4 separate regions of the Mus musculus genome follow, and all the other regions are linked to region 3. A link is a contact called in public HiChIP or PLAC-seq and promoter capture Hi-C data. All regions are on one chromosome and are shown on one strand. Each heading gives the region's core, a stretch centred on a gene start, on an enhancer-like site or on the middle of the called end of the contact. The rest is flanking DNA. Distances are from core to core; before and after follow the strand shown.

Region 1 (2,700 bases), core at 27-2,526, 910 kb before region 3:
CCCCTCTCTTCCTCCTCTCTCCCCCCTCTCTCCCCCATCTCTCCCCCATCTCTCCCCCCTCTCTTCCTCCTCTCTTCCTCCTGTCTTCCCCCTCTCTCCCCCCTCTGTCTTTGTAAAGCTGTGATGAACTTCACCTGCCTCTCTGTTGCTTCTGAAACACATTTTAGCATCCGCCATTGCGTCTTTGAGCCTCAAGGGCTGGTTTATTTCCAACACAGGGATGAAGGTTGTTTCTAAAGAATACTCTGTTAAATGCTTGGGTTTCTCTCTTTTTTTTTTTCTTTAATTTTTTCTTTCTTTTTTCTTTTTTGTCTTCATTTAATTATTTCTAGTATTGCTCCTTATTAGGCTAAATTACTTTGGTATCTCTAATTAAAAATTAAATATCTTCTAATGACCTGGCTTTTAAGAAGACTTGCAGGCTAATGATGCTGAGCCTTTTTAGTTTGTTGTTGGCCCAGACATTGCCTACTTTAGTTTCCTAATTTAGTAACAGAACTAAAACTATTCAAGACCTGGCAGGTTTGGTATGCAGGCGCCCAGCCAGGAAGCGTGGGTTTCTTAAAGCAAATGGATGCTTGGGGATTTGAGGAAAACACAGCTTAAGTTACATGTGCTCTGCACTTCACAAATCCCTGACTATTTAAAGGCACTCACCTAAGCTGCTGCCACACACTCCAGGTCTGTTTTGTTAAAACACACACACACACAAAATGAAAGTTTCCTTTTCCAAAGTTGGCTTTCGTACTTGGATCTTTAATGTCTCATAAGTAATATGTGGACATTAGTTGCTAGTTTTACTCAGTGATTGTTTGTTGTTGTTCTTCAAGACAGGTTTCTCTAAGTATCCCTGGCTGTCCTGGAATTCTGTAGACCAGGCTGGCCTTGAGCTCAGAGATCTGCCTGCCTCTGCCTTCAGAGTGCTGGGATTTAACGGAGTCCACCATCCCGACTCCCATGGCTATTTCTCATGTCTGATGCCTTGCACAGAGGCTGGATGATGTTGTGCTCTTGTCTGACCTGTACCAGGAGTATCACTGGGTTTTGATCACTAACACTTTGCTCTGGATGCCTGGTCTTGTGATACATACTGGAAGACAGAGGCAGGCTAACCAAGTCTACACAGTGAGTCCTGGGTGGCCCTGCAGCAGTCAGTTGCCTCTGAGTTTGTGAGAAGAATCTTAGAACTTGAGTCTCTTGGCCTGCTGCTCTTCTCTGTTAAATCAAACTATTCTAGTCTTTCTTGTTATGTGTGAGGAGGCCAGCTGTCTGTTTGTCAACATTGGAGTTGGGTTATTATGAAGTAAATTTTATTAATGAAGTATTTATCTCTTACAAGGCAGCATTCATTGGTCTCAGTGGGAAATGAATGGAAAAAAAAATTGGAAAGGCCATGACTGTTCCTAGGAATGGTGGAGGAGAAAGTTTATTATAGATATGTGGGAGAGCATAGCCAGAGGCAGGGACACTGGGGAAGTCCAGAGTGGATATGACCAGACTGAGCTGGGCCATGTGTGGAACCGGGGGTTGGGGGGAGGGTGAGAACAAGGAAGGAGGGAGAGAGGGGAAGGAGGTATAGCAGCCAGGAGGCCTAAGACACAAAAGGGGCATATAAGCAAAATGGCTGTGTCATATAGGGAAGAGCATGGGGTGGGGCTAGAGGGCAGGGTATGACAGCCCTGCCCTGTAACTGGTAGGAACTCAGAGATGCTGGCAGAAGCTGAGGCCAGGTCTGCTTGGATAAGTTAAATAGACACCTCAACTGTTTGTCCTGGGTTTGAAACTTAACAGGGAACACAGTTGATTTTAATGCATGCTTAATTGCTATTCAAATTATTTTTTTTAATCTTGTAGAAAATTCCTTTATTATAGTGCAAATAACTCTCAGCAGTGATAGAATGTAACAATACATTTAACAATAGTTTACACCATGCAGTAAATAGGAAAGTGTTTCTTTGAAAATATGTCATCATAGGAAACTTATCTTTACATTAGTGCCGGAAAATGCCAAAGTTGTTTTCTCAAGGCAATAGGGCTTGATCCTTTTTTGGATATTTTTCTCTTAATGCACATGGATTTGCCATTTAATGCATCATCAATTCTAAGATTGATGATCTCTTAGGGAGTTTTAAAGAAGTTGACAAGATTTGAAACTGGGCTTCAAAATTTAAAAAAAATAATAATAATTTTAAGACAATTCTGGGATCGCCCAGGAAGGAAGTAGTCAGCTGTTAACTTGGTAGATAGACACATTTCCTCCATTCTTGCTGCAGGTTGTCTAAAGCCTGCTTATTTCCCCAGAGCCTGATTGTTATCTCTTGGTTTTGGTTATTGCAAAACTAGGGCCCAGGGTGGATAGAACTCCTTGTATATGCATTACTTTCCCCATGAAACTTTAAATTGCACTTTCCATTCTGAATTTCCCACATTAGACCTCTCAGGCTGAGGAGAGTGTGAACTTGTCTTAGTTTCTAGCTAGCCATTTGGACAGTGAGTTGGGCTGTGGCCCCTATTTATTAACTAGTCCAAAATCAACTCAATGCACCACTTAGATGGCTGCCAGGAGGCTGCTCTCTGGGGGTTTACTACTGCTTTTCCTACCAAGCAGCCTCTACGGGATTGACTGCTTATGAGTTAGCTGACAGGTGGAGAGAAAAGTCCCTTCTAATCTCTTAGATTCCCATTCCCCAAGCTTCATGC
Region 2 (2,804 bases), core at 217-2,716, 880 kb before region 3:
CCCCGCTGAAAAGGGGAGGAGTCTGAAGCATCCCCAGGGGAGCGAGCCTGTTGTAACTGTGAGTACAGTCCTGTGTTGATTTCTAGGTGGCACCACTATAAATAACTTTAAGTTTTTGAAAATATTAAAGTTATTAGTTTAAATCACTTTCATTATAAACCCTTTCAATATCAAGAATGATAAAGCGGGAGCTGCGGGACTGGCTTACCCAGTAAAGGACCTACCACGTAAGCATGAAGCCCTGAGTTCAAATCCCAGCTGTCTCATAAAAAGACAAGGGTGGCAGCATCCATCTGTAGCCCTACTGCTGGGGTCTTGGAGACAGGAGCTCCACCTCTTGAGACTCCCTGGCCAGCCAGTCTGTCTGAGCCTGTGAGCTCCAGGTTCAGTAAGAGCCCTTGCCTCAAAAACTCAAACCAACTGAGGAAGGCACTTGTGAATGTATATACACATACAACACATGATAAGGACAGAGCAAAAAGACTTTAAAAAATAACTTTCTTTTAGAAAATTACCAGTCTTTTTCATTGAAATAAAAGCAGCTAAACTAAATTATTTGAATTTATACTCAGAATAACTATTGTACTGATTTAAAATGTTCAGAAAATCAGTATATGAATTTTAAAATTTTGCTTTAATAAGCATTTGTATTATTTGCATAACAGTTATAATAAAGTTAACTTTATAAAGAAAATTAAGATAATTCTTGGGATTTGTTTGTTTTTTAACATACGGAAAACTCTGTCTTCTAGGATCCAGTCAGGTGTATGAGATTTTTAGTGCCTCTCCTTCCCAGAATCTTTTTATATTCTTTGTATGCAAGCCAGCCTGAGTCCACCCCTCAGGCTCTGTCAATCAGTCCGTGGTCTGTTTTCTAGCTCAGGAGTTTAGACTTTCCCAGGTAATGACAACTGAGAGCACACGCAGTGTGTGTCCTGCCTAAGCTTTGTCGTGTTTTAAGAGCTGACTCTTGTTTCCATTGAGTTTCCGGTTTTGAGCTTTCTCCTTCATTGTTGCAGCTTTAGTTTGCCCTCCGCACTTATCCCATGGTTAGTGTTCATTCCTTTTCCTCCATTGTCTCGTGATGGGAGCTTCGGGAGCACGTCTGGAGCTTTCCTAGTGAGAGCTGCCAAGCTCTAGCCACCCTCTGCCATGCCCCTGTTACCCTCCTGTCACTCTGGGCATTTTGTCTGGATTGTTTTCATTTGCTCAAAAATATTTTCTAATTTTCTTTCCAATTTCTTTTACTTGTTGGTTATTTAGAAATATGTTGCTTAATTCTCAAGTATTTGGGGGATTTCCCAGATTTCTTTCTACTTTAATGCCCATTTGGTCAGAGTCCCTCCTCTGTATGATTTCAGTCCTGTTAAATATGAGACATACTTAATGGTGTAGTGCCTTGTTAGCCCTGGATAGTGCATCATGTGCTCAAACAGAGTGTGTTTTCTGGTGTGGTTGCTAGGGTGTCAAAAGAGCAGTTTGCTTGATGGCAAAGCTTGAGTCGACTGTATCCCTGCCATTCTCATGAGCTGTGGCTCTGTGGGTTGGTGACAGTGGTGTGTCACATGCTCCCTTGTCATCGTTGAAATGATACTTTTTCTTCTCACTTGTGACGTTTTTGTCCCTTCATTTTGAGTTTTCATTATGTATCTGTATACTTGTAATTATTGTTTGATTTCTCCTGAATTAATGATCATTTAACGATTATGAAATATTCCTCTATCTCTTAAAGGAACTCATATCCTATAATAGATAGATAATTAGAAAATTAACCTCATTTCTCTGTGGTTGTTGTTTGCTACTGTGCTTTTTCCTCCTTTGACTTAAAGCATAGCTGTGCCTTCGAATCTAAAGTGTGCTTCTTATAGATATCGTGTCTTTTTTATTTTTAAATTTCAAAGCAAAAAGCCATATAAAAGAGTATAAAACTTTGGAGAGATATCCAAAGGGGGATGGGCAGGAGCTACGTGACTATGCGAAGAGAAGCTTTTATAGAGAAGTCAGTACCGGGAGGGGTCGCAGCAGCTTATGGACACAGCACAGAACACAGCACGGGCCGAGCAGGCAGATTGAGATTCAAAGGACAGACGGCTGTGCACAGCCCACTGACCGCTGCCCACTTGCCATGACGTAAAAGCACACCACACTATACTATAGGCAATTCTACACGAGCAGGGTTGGGGGTGCGGGGGTGGCCTTCTACACTACTGTAAGGGCTAGGGCAGAGGAAGTTCTATTCACAAGGAGGAACTAGGGGGGCTTTAACCGGTCTCTGGCCATAAGGGGCGGCCTGGGGCCCTGGGCAGTGGCCTTCTGAGAAGAAATGGCACCTGGTAAGGTGGAGGCCAAGGGCTTGACAACAGGGTCCCAGTGGAAAAGCCCCATCAAAGTGGCTGAGACTTTATGGCCACTTGGTCCCTTTTTCTAGCTACTGGACTAGACCCAGGGTCTAAGAATGACCTTGCTGGGTCTCCCTTCCTGCTAGGACCAATGACCCTTCCACCAAGGGCACCTCTGGAGTACCCAGCACTCACAGAGGCCCCTCTTTCCTCTCTGGTCTTAAACTTGTTTAGAAGCCTTTTTGTTGGACTGAAATGCCCTCTTAAATCCAAGCTGCCCAGGCTGAACGGATGGAGGGGTCTGGCCTGGTATTTGTCGATGGCTAGAATTTGAGAGGCAGTCTAACATCCTTATACATTTGATTGGCTTTTTTAATTTCCTTTTTCATTTTTTTGTTTTTCAAAACAGAGTTTCTCTGTATAGCGTTGGCTGTCCTAGAATTTGCTCTGTAGACCAGGCTAGCC
Region 3 (2,700 bases), core at 182-2,681:
CAAAACTCCCTGTCAAAGCCATAGTATTATTGTCTTCAAGATATTTCAGTTTTGGTACCACATCAAACCCTTATTCTTACTTATAACCTTTTCTAGGAATTAGCGAAGTTAGTCTGTCCACATAAGAAGTTACTCCTAGGGGGAGTGGGTGGGTAGGGGAGTGGGGGTGGGTGGGTATGGGGGACTTTTGGTATAGCATTGGAAATGTAAATGAGCTAAATACCTAATAAAAAATGAAAAAAATAAAAAAAAAAGAATCTCTTTTTAAGTCTGAATAATCCCAAAAAAAAAAAAAAAAAAAAAAAAGAAGTTACTCCTGTGGAAGACATCAAAGGAATACTTTTTCTACGAGTATCAGCCTAGAAAAAAAAAGACCCAGAGGCAAATCGAACACTGACTCCCACCTGCAACAAAATATCGCAATAGGTTACATCATCCCCAGGAATCCAATTCCCATAACAGCTTTCTCTATTATGTGATCAATGCAAAACATAGAAACGGGAATCATTCTGGCATGACCTATACATTCCTGCAAAATCTGCAGTCTGCCCACACCCCCTAATCTCATTTCCATCTTTCTTCCCCTTACTCAGTCACAGTTCCCCTAAACTTATTAAAGTACCAAAGGCTTTGCACTTCAGATTAACTGCTTGTAAAGGCCTTCCCTCAGATCTTTGTTGGCTAGTTTTTTTTGTCATTCACAGAGCATAAATGTCATTCTCTGGGAGACCTGGCTCACAATCTAAGAGTCTAGCGCATCCTAGTCAAACTGTATTCCATTACTTTGTGGGTTTTTTTTTTTCCCTAATCATTCTGCAGTTTCATCTTCTCTTGTTAAGATAAAAGAAAAAAAAAGAAAGAAAAGAAAGAAAGGAAAGAAAAGTTCACAAAGTCTCCCCAACAACTAGAGTAGTGTCAACCCAGTAGACACTTGCTAAAAGAATCAATGCATTTAAACAATGTATCAATGTGCCCACTCTGCGCCCCCCTCCCCCGGCTCTTTTCATTCACAAGAAACCACTAGGGTCGCTATCCTCGCAGGCAAGCCCTTGAACCAGCCTCGCGATCCCAAAGAGCGTGCTCTCTCGCAGGCTGGGCGAGGCAGCCTGGAAGCTAACCGGGTCTCAGAGACCGACAGATGCACCAAACATCGCCACTCGCTTCCAAGAAGCACCGCAGAGCGACGACGAGTAGGGGCCCTCATCGCCTGCTCTCGGCCCTGTCGCCTCCCCCGTCGCTCAGCCTGCCACGCACGTGTCGCTCCAGCCACCCAGCTCAACCTGGGCTCCTGCTTACCTGGCTGCCATCCCGCCGGGCCACGCAGCCATCGCCCGGCCACTCGTGCCCACAGCTGCCTACTCCAGGCCACCGTACTCCACGGAAGGCCTTGCCGGCCCCTCCCTCAGCAGGCGTAGAAGCCCCATTCGTAGTACAGTGTCTCTTAGCAACCGCTTAGAGTCTCCAGGCTGGGGGTGGAGCCTGGAGAACCGCTGCGGGGAAGCGGAGGGGACGAAGGGAGAGCGACCAATCGGAGACAAGTCCCAGCCTCTATTAGCCCGCCTCCTCTAACTGTCGCGAATCCGCGGGCAGCTTTACGACAGCCAGGGGGTGGGGGCATCTGTGTGAGGAGAAGGAAGCAACCAACCAACCAAGTCGCCCCCACCCCCTACCCCAACCCCCACCCACCGCGGATCTGGTTTACGGCTTGGAGCGCAGGCTCCAGTGCGGCAGCTGATTGGCTGTCGAAGGCTTGGTCCCATCCCAGTGACCCCAAAGTGCTGGAAGGAGGGGGCGGGGGTGGCCCAGTGCAAAGTGCATCCCGAAAGCCCCCTGTCGGGACACCCTGCTGCTGACACTTCGGACCTGGTATGACTTAGGGTCTCTCTGTCCCCAGACCTCTTGAGTCCCTCGGTAGCTGAAAGCCTCCGGCCCGGCGCGCGGCAGACCCTTGGTCTGAGCCCCTGGACCGGGACTGCCCCCCCCCCCCCCCACCCAGCCGGCACTTCCTCCCAGCGCCCCTTCCCGGAGGCTGCTCCGAGGCCAAGACCGCCACCCCCAGCCTGATCGACTATCTGGATGCTCTCTGGGTTGGGGCCGTGAAGCACCCAGGAGGATCAGGAACACGGTGTCCGGCCCTGCCTGGGGTGTTTCTTCAATGGAGAAGTTGGTGAATGTGCAGGAGGCTGAAAGGAGAGAGAGGAGCTGCAACTGAGGACACAGGTAAAGTCAGTTTCTTCCTCCCTTGAGGGGAGGGGGCTGGCTGGGTGGGGGTTGGGGGAGAAGCCCTGCTCTAGCCTGCCTGCCCTTGCCACCCTCCAGCCTTTGCTAAGCTCCCCCATCCTCAGAGCCCTCTCCTCGCCCCTGGATCACTGCACCACTGATCGGTTTCTGTTTTCCAGGTTTGAGCTTGCTGGAGGACACTCGCGAGTAGAAGGGGTCTGGCCACCCACCAGAGGAGCAATAAACAGAGTGCTTTGGACCAGCATCCTCTTGAAAGGTAAAGAGGCAGACCTCCCTTCCCCCATTGTTTACTCCTGGCCCCTACCTCATTAAGTAACGCTTTATTTCCAGGGTGGTTGCCTGGGAATGCAAGCTTTCTTAGATCCTAGTTTCCTAGCAAAACCAGAAGCACTGCCCATGCCTGGTCCTTAACACCCCAGTAACTTCTCTAGCCCAGAAACGTCTTCTGGGACCTGATCA
Region 4 (2,724 bases), core at 115-2,614, 830 kb after region 3:
GCTCTCCTGGTGGGACTGCACATTTTGAACCTGCTGAGGTCCCTCCACGGACCATAAACCGGAATCAACCTGCCCCCATTGCCCCTCTGCGGGGCTGCAATATGGAAAGGCACCCTGCATTGGCAGTCCTTGGGAGCTGCGCGGACCTAGTGCCCTATCTCGGCTTCTCTTGGTATAAATGACAGCCAGCTTATACCACCAGGGGTGAGAGAATGGGCATCCCATGAGTAGTGCCTTGCTTCTGAACACTCCCGGCTCATCTCAACAACCTCAGGCAGTACAAAGTCGCCACCCTTACGGATGAGCAAGTCAAGAAATGACATGTCCAAGGTCATGCAGCTAGTGGGCAGACAGCTGCCTTTCCAGCTGCATCCAGAGCCCAAAGCAAAGCAATCCATGTCTTTGCCTAGAGAGGTTTCAAGTGCAGAGTTCAGCCTACAACCAACCTGCAGCTTCTGGGTCCTGCTTGCACCCTGACCCAAACCTGACTTCTGGACACAGGCACCAGCGCACCACACAGAGGGAAAGCCAGTCCCTGAGTTGCCCGGGTCATGCTCACATCGCCCAACCAGCGCCTGACTGCCTTGGCGCACGAACGGGAGCCCAGAGCTCCGGGCGACCCGTCGAGGGCAGAGTGGCCCGAGACGGAGCTAAGGCTCGAAGGCCACAGGGAAATAGGTACACGATGATGATGGCGCGGGTGGGCAGAGCGCAGCGACCCCTTAGGCGCCCACTCGAACGCGGCTGGGCAGGTGTAGGCGCCCGACCTGGGCTTCCGAGGCCACACACTTCCGAGTGCGAATGCTCGGCGACATCGCCTGGGGACCCACGGCCTCGGGCCCTCCCGCGTGACCGTCCACGCAGCCTACCACGTCCTTCCCGCCGAGTGTCCCACGGCTCTCCCAGAGAGTCCCCGCAAGAAGCCCCCGCCGTCCCCAGCGATACGGGTCGCCTTCCCACGCGGCGCCGCTGGCCGCGGGCTTGGCAAGGCGCCCCCTCGCGCGTGGCCGCCGGCGGCCGGGAAAGTTTGGGGCGCGCGGGGCCGGCCGTACTCACCTGGCCCAAGTTGAGGTAGCCGTGCGCCGCAGCCACGCGGTCCGCCGCGCCGGGGCCGCCCAGCACTTGCACTGCCCAGTGGTTGGTGTAGACGGGGCGCGGCGGCGGCAGCGCGGAGCAGGCGGCGGGCAGCGCGAGCAGAAGCAGCCAACGCCAGGGGCGCAGCGCGAGCGGCGGGAGTCCGTGCCGGCCGGCGGCCCCTGCGCCCCGCGCGACATCGGCGGCCCGGGGCGGCGGCCGGGGCCCGGGCGCTGGCGGCGCGCGCGGAGGCATGGCAGCGGCAGGCTCGCGCGGCGCCCGAGCGGCGAGTGCGCCGGGGGGTGGGGAGCCGCCTTTTAAAGCCGCTCCGCGCCGGGGAAGCGCCGCCGCCGCGGGCGGGAGCCGGGGAGGAGGAGGCCGCCGCGGCGCGTTCCCGCCCGCGCGGCCCGGTGGCGCCCCTGGGCCCGCGCTCGTGCGGCAGTCTCCCGGCCCGCCAGCAGCCGGGGGCCGGCGCAGGGGAGGCTCGAGACTTCGGGTCTCTCGGAACACGGCGCTGCCCGGAGTGGCAGCCTGGGCTCCGCGCGTTCTGCTAGAAGCCGGGAGGGCTCTGGGCATCCCACGTGAGTTCCCCATATCCCGGAGGAGTTGACTTAGAGCGGCACCTTCCTACCGGTTGCGCCCCTGGAGGCTGAACTCACCTGCTGGGGTCCCCAAGGCTAGGCAGCCTTGCTCAACTTAGCTGTGGCAGTGAACATGCAAATGTGCAGGATCTTCAGGGGAAAACGATGCCAGGAAAACACTGGGGTGTCCCAGGATCTGGCCCAACCTCAAGACCACATTGCATGGGCAAAGGGCATGTGGCAAACTTAGCTGGAGTCTATGAGAGTATTGAGGACACAGCGTCCATACAGGGCTGAGGCTTTGCTAGGAAGGTTGTACAGGTGAACTCCTTAGCTGACCACTTAGCATCTGTATGATGTTGGGCCCCTTTCTGTTCTTGCTGGGCTTGTAAGATGCGGATAACAATAGCATCTATCCATCCATCGGGCTGTTTTGAGGATGTCAGCTCTTCCTTTGCAATCAGCTGACAGTAATGTTTGTTTTGATGAGCCCAGGGCCTGCCACGTGCTTGGTATTCAGTAGATGGTGTACACTCTTAAAAGTACCCACTGAGCTAGGACCAGTCAGTGTGAATGTAAGTTGACTCATCCTCACCCCTCCCTCCAGGAACAGCCTGGAGAAACCGGGGACTCGTTCATACTGTGAAGATGCAATGAGAGGCTGGGATGGCTGCAAGCCTCGGACGGCCCATTGGTCCCAACTGGCCTCATACAGAAAGCAAACCTTCAGCCTGATTAATACAAGAGGGGGACCAGGAAACCGAAGACAGCAAAACAAGGCAGAGAAGGCCTTGAGTCACAAAAGAAGCTACCTCACCAACGCTCAGGTTCCAAGAGCACCTGGCTCCCAGACTGGTACTGTATGGAATTCACTTGCCTGAGTCTATAGCCAGGCAGATCAGACAGACAGACATGCTAGGGGATACAGGAGAGAGAGAGAGAGACAGAGAGACAGAGAGACAGAGAGAGAGAGACAGAGAGAGAGACAGAGGGCCAACTGAAGTCTTTTCCAACATCCCTCTCAGGAGTCCTTGGGTTTTTTTTTTTTTTTACCTCAGATGATCCATCC

The links. Promoter capture Hi-C pulls out the DNA fragments that hold promoters and counts their contacts. HiChIP or PLAC-seq counts read pairs in DNA pulled down with a chosen protein or histone mark.
Region 1: a contact with region 3 is called in a promoter capture Hi-C map of the HPC-7 cell line, with 4 times the contacts expected there. The contact joins the enhancer-like site here to the promoter of Lins1 in region 3. A contact is called at or near these places in 6 of 39 promoter capture datasets (the 3T3-L1 cell line, the HPC-7 cell line, cranial neural crest and 2 more) and 2 of 115 datasets of contacts at active chromatin or transcription factors (the NIH/3T3 cell line and bone marrow-derived macrophages).
Region 2: a contact with region 3 is called in a promoter capture Hi-C map of hippocampal neurons, with 3 times the contacts expected there. The contact joins the enhancer-like site here to the promoter of Lins1 in region 3. A contact is called at or near these places in 5 of 39 promoter capture datasets (the 3T3-L1 cell line, cranial neural crest, hippocampal neurons and 1 more) and 2 of 115 datasets of contacts at active chromatin or transcription factors (bone marrow-derived macrophages and large pre-B cells).
Region 4: a contact with region 3 is called in an HNF4G HiChIP or PLAC-seq map of pancreatic cancer cells. The contact joins the promoter of Pcsk6 here to the promoter of Lins1 in region 3. A contact is called at or near these places in 2 of 115 datasets of contacts at active chromatin or transcription factors (embryonic stem cells and pancreatic cancer cells).

What each region holds. Positions count from the first base shown.
Region 1 is chr7:67,596,112-67,598,811 of GRCm38.p6, reverse strand. All of the region lies in intron 5 of Lrrc28 (leucine rich repeat containing 28), which reads left to right. Among named protein-coding and RNA genes, the nearest start is that of Gm23233, 27 kb to the right of the region's middle. Within about 2 kb of position 1,276, at least 30 of the 459 cell types and tissues checked have an H3K27ac peak or open chromatin away from gene starts, as enhancers often do. A contact at or near this core is called in the HPC-7 cell line, where this site is marked.
Region 2 is chr7:67,563,898-67,566,701 of GRCm38.p6, reverse strand. The region is part of intron 5 of Lrrc28 (leucine rich repeat containing 28); the gene reads left to right. Among named protein-coding and RNA genes, the nearest start is that of Gm23233, 5.4 kb to the left of the region's middle. Within about 2 kb of position 1,466, at least 23 of the 459 cell types and tissues checked have an H3K27ac peak or open chromatin away from gene starts, as enhancers often do.
Region 3 is chr7:66,688,620-66,691,319 of GRCm38.p6, reverse strand. It overlaps Lins1 (lines homolog 1), which reads right to left and starts at 1,431. Exons shown (of 8, transcript NM_152815.2): 1 at 1,297-1,431. Asb7 (ankyrin repeat and SOCS box-containing 7) reads left to right here and starts at 1,759. Exons shown (of 6, transcript NM_080443.2): 1 at 1,759-2,220; 2 at 2,400-2,497.
Region 4 is chr7:65,860,776-65,863,499 of GRCm38.p6, reverse strand. Pcsk6 (proprotein convertase subtilisin/kexin type 6) reads right to left here and starts at 1,364. Exons shown (of 22, transcript NM_011048.1): 1 at 1,057-1,364. The coding sequence starts at 1,329. Gm20684 (predicted gene 20684) reads left to right here and starts at 1,458. Exons shown (of 3, transcript NR_169041.1): 1 at 1,458-1,655; 2 at 2,263-2,510.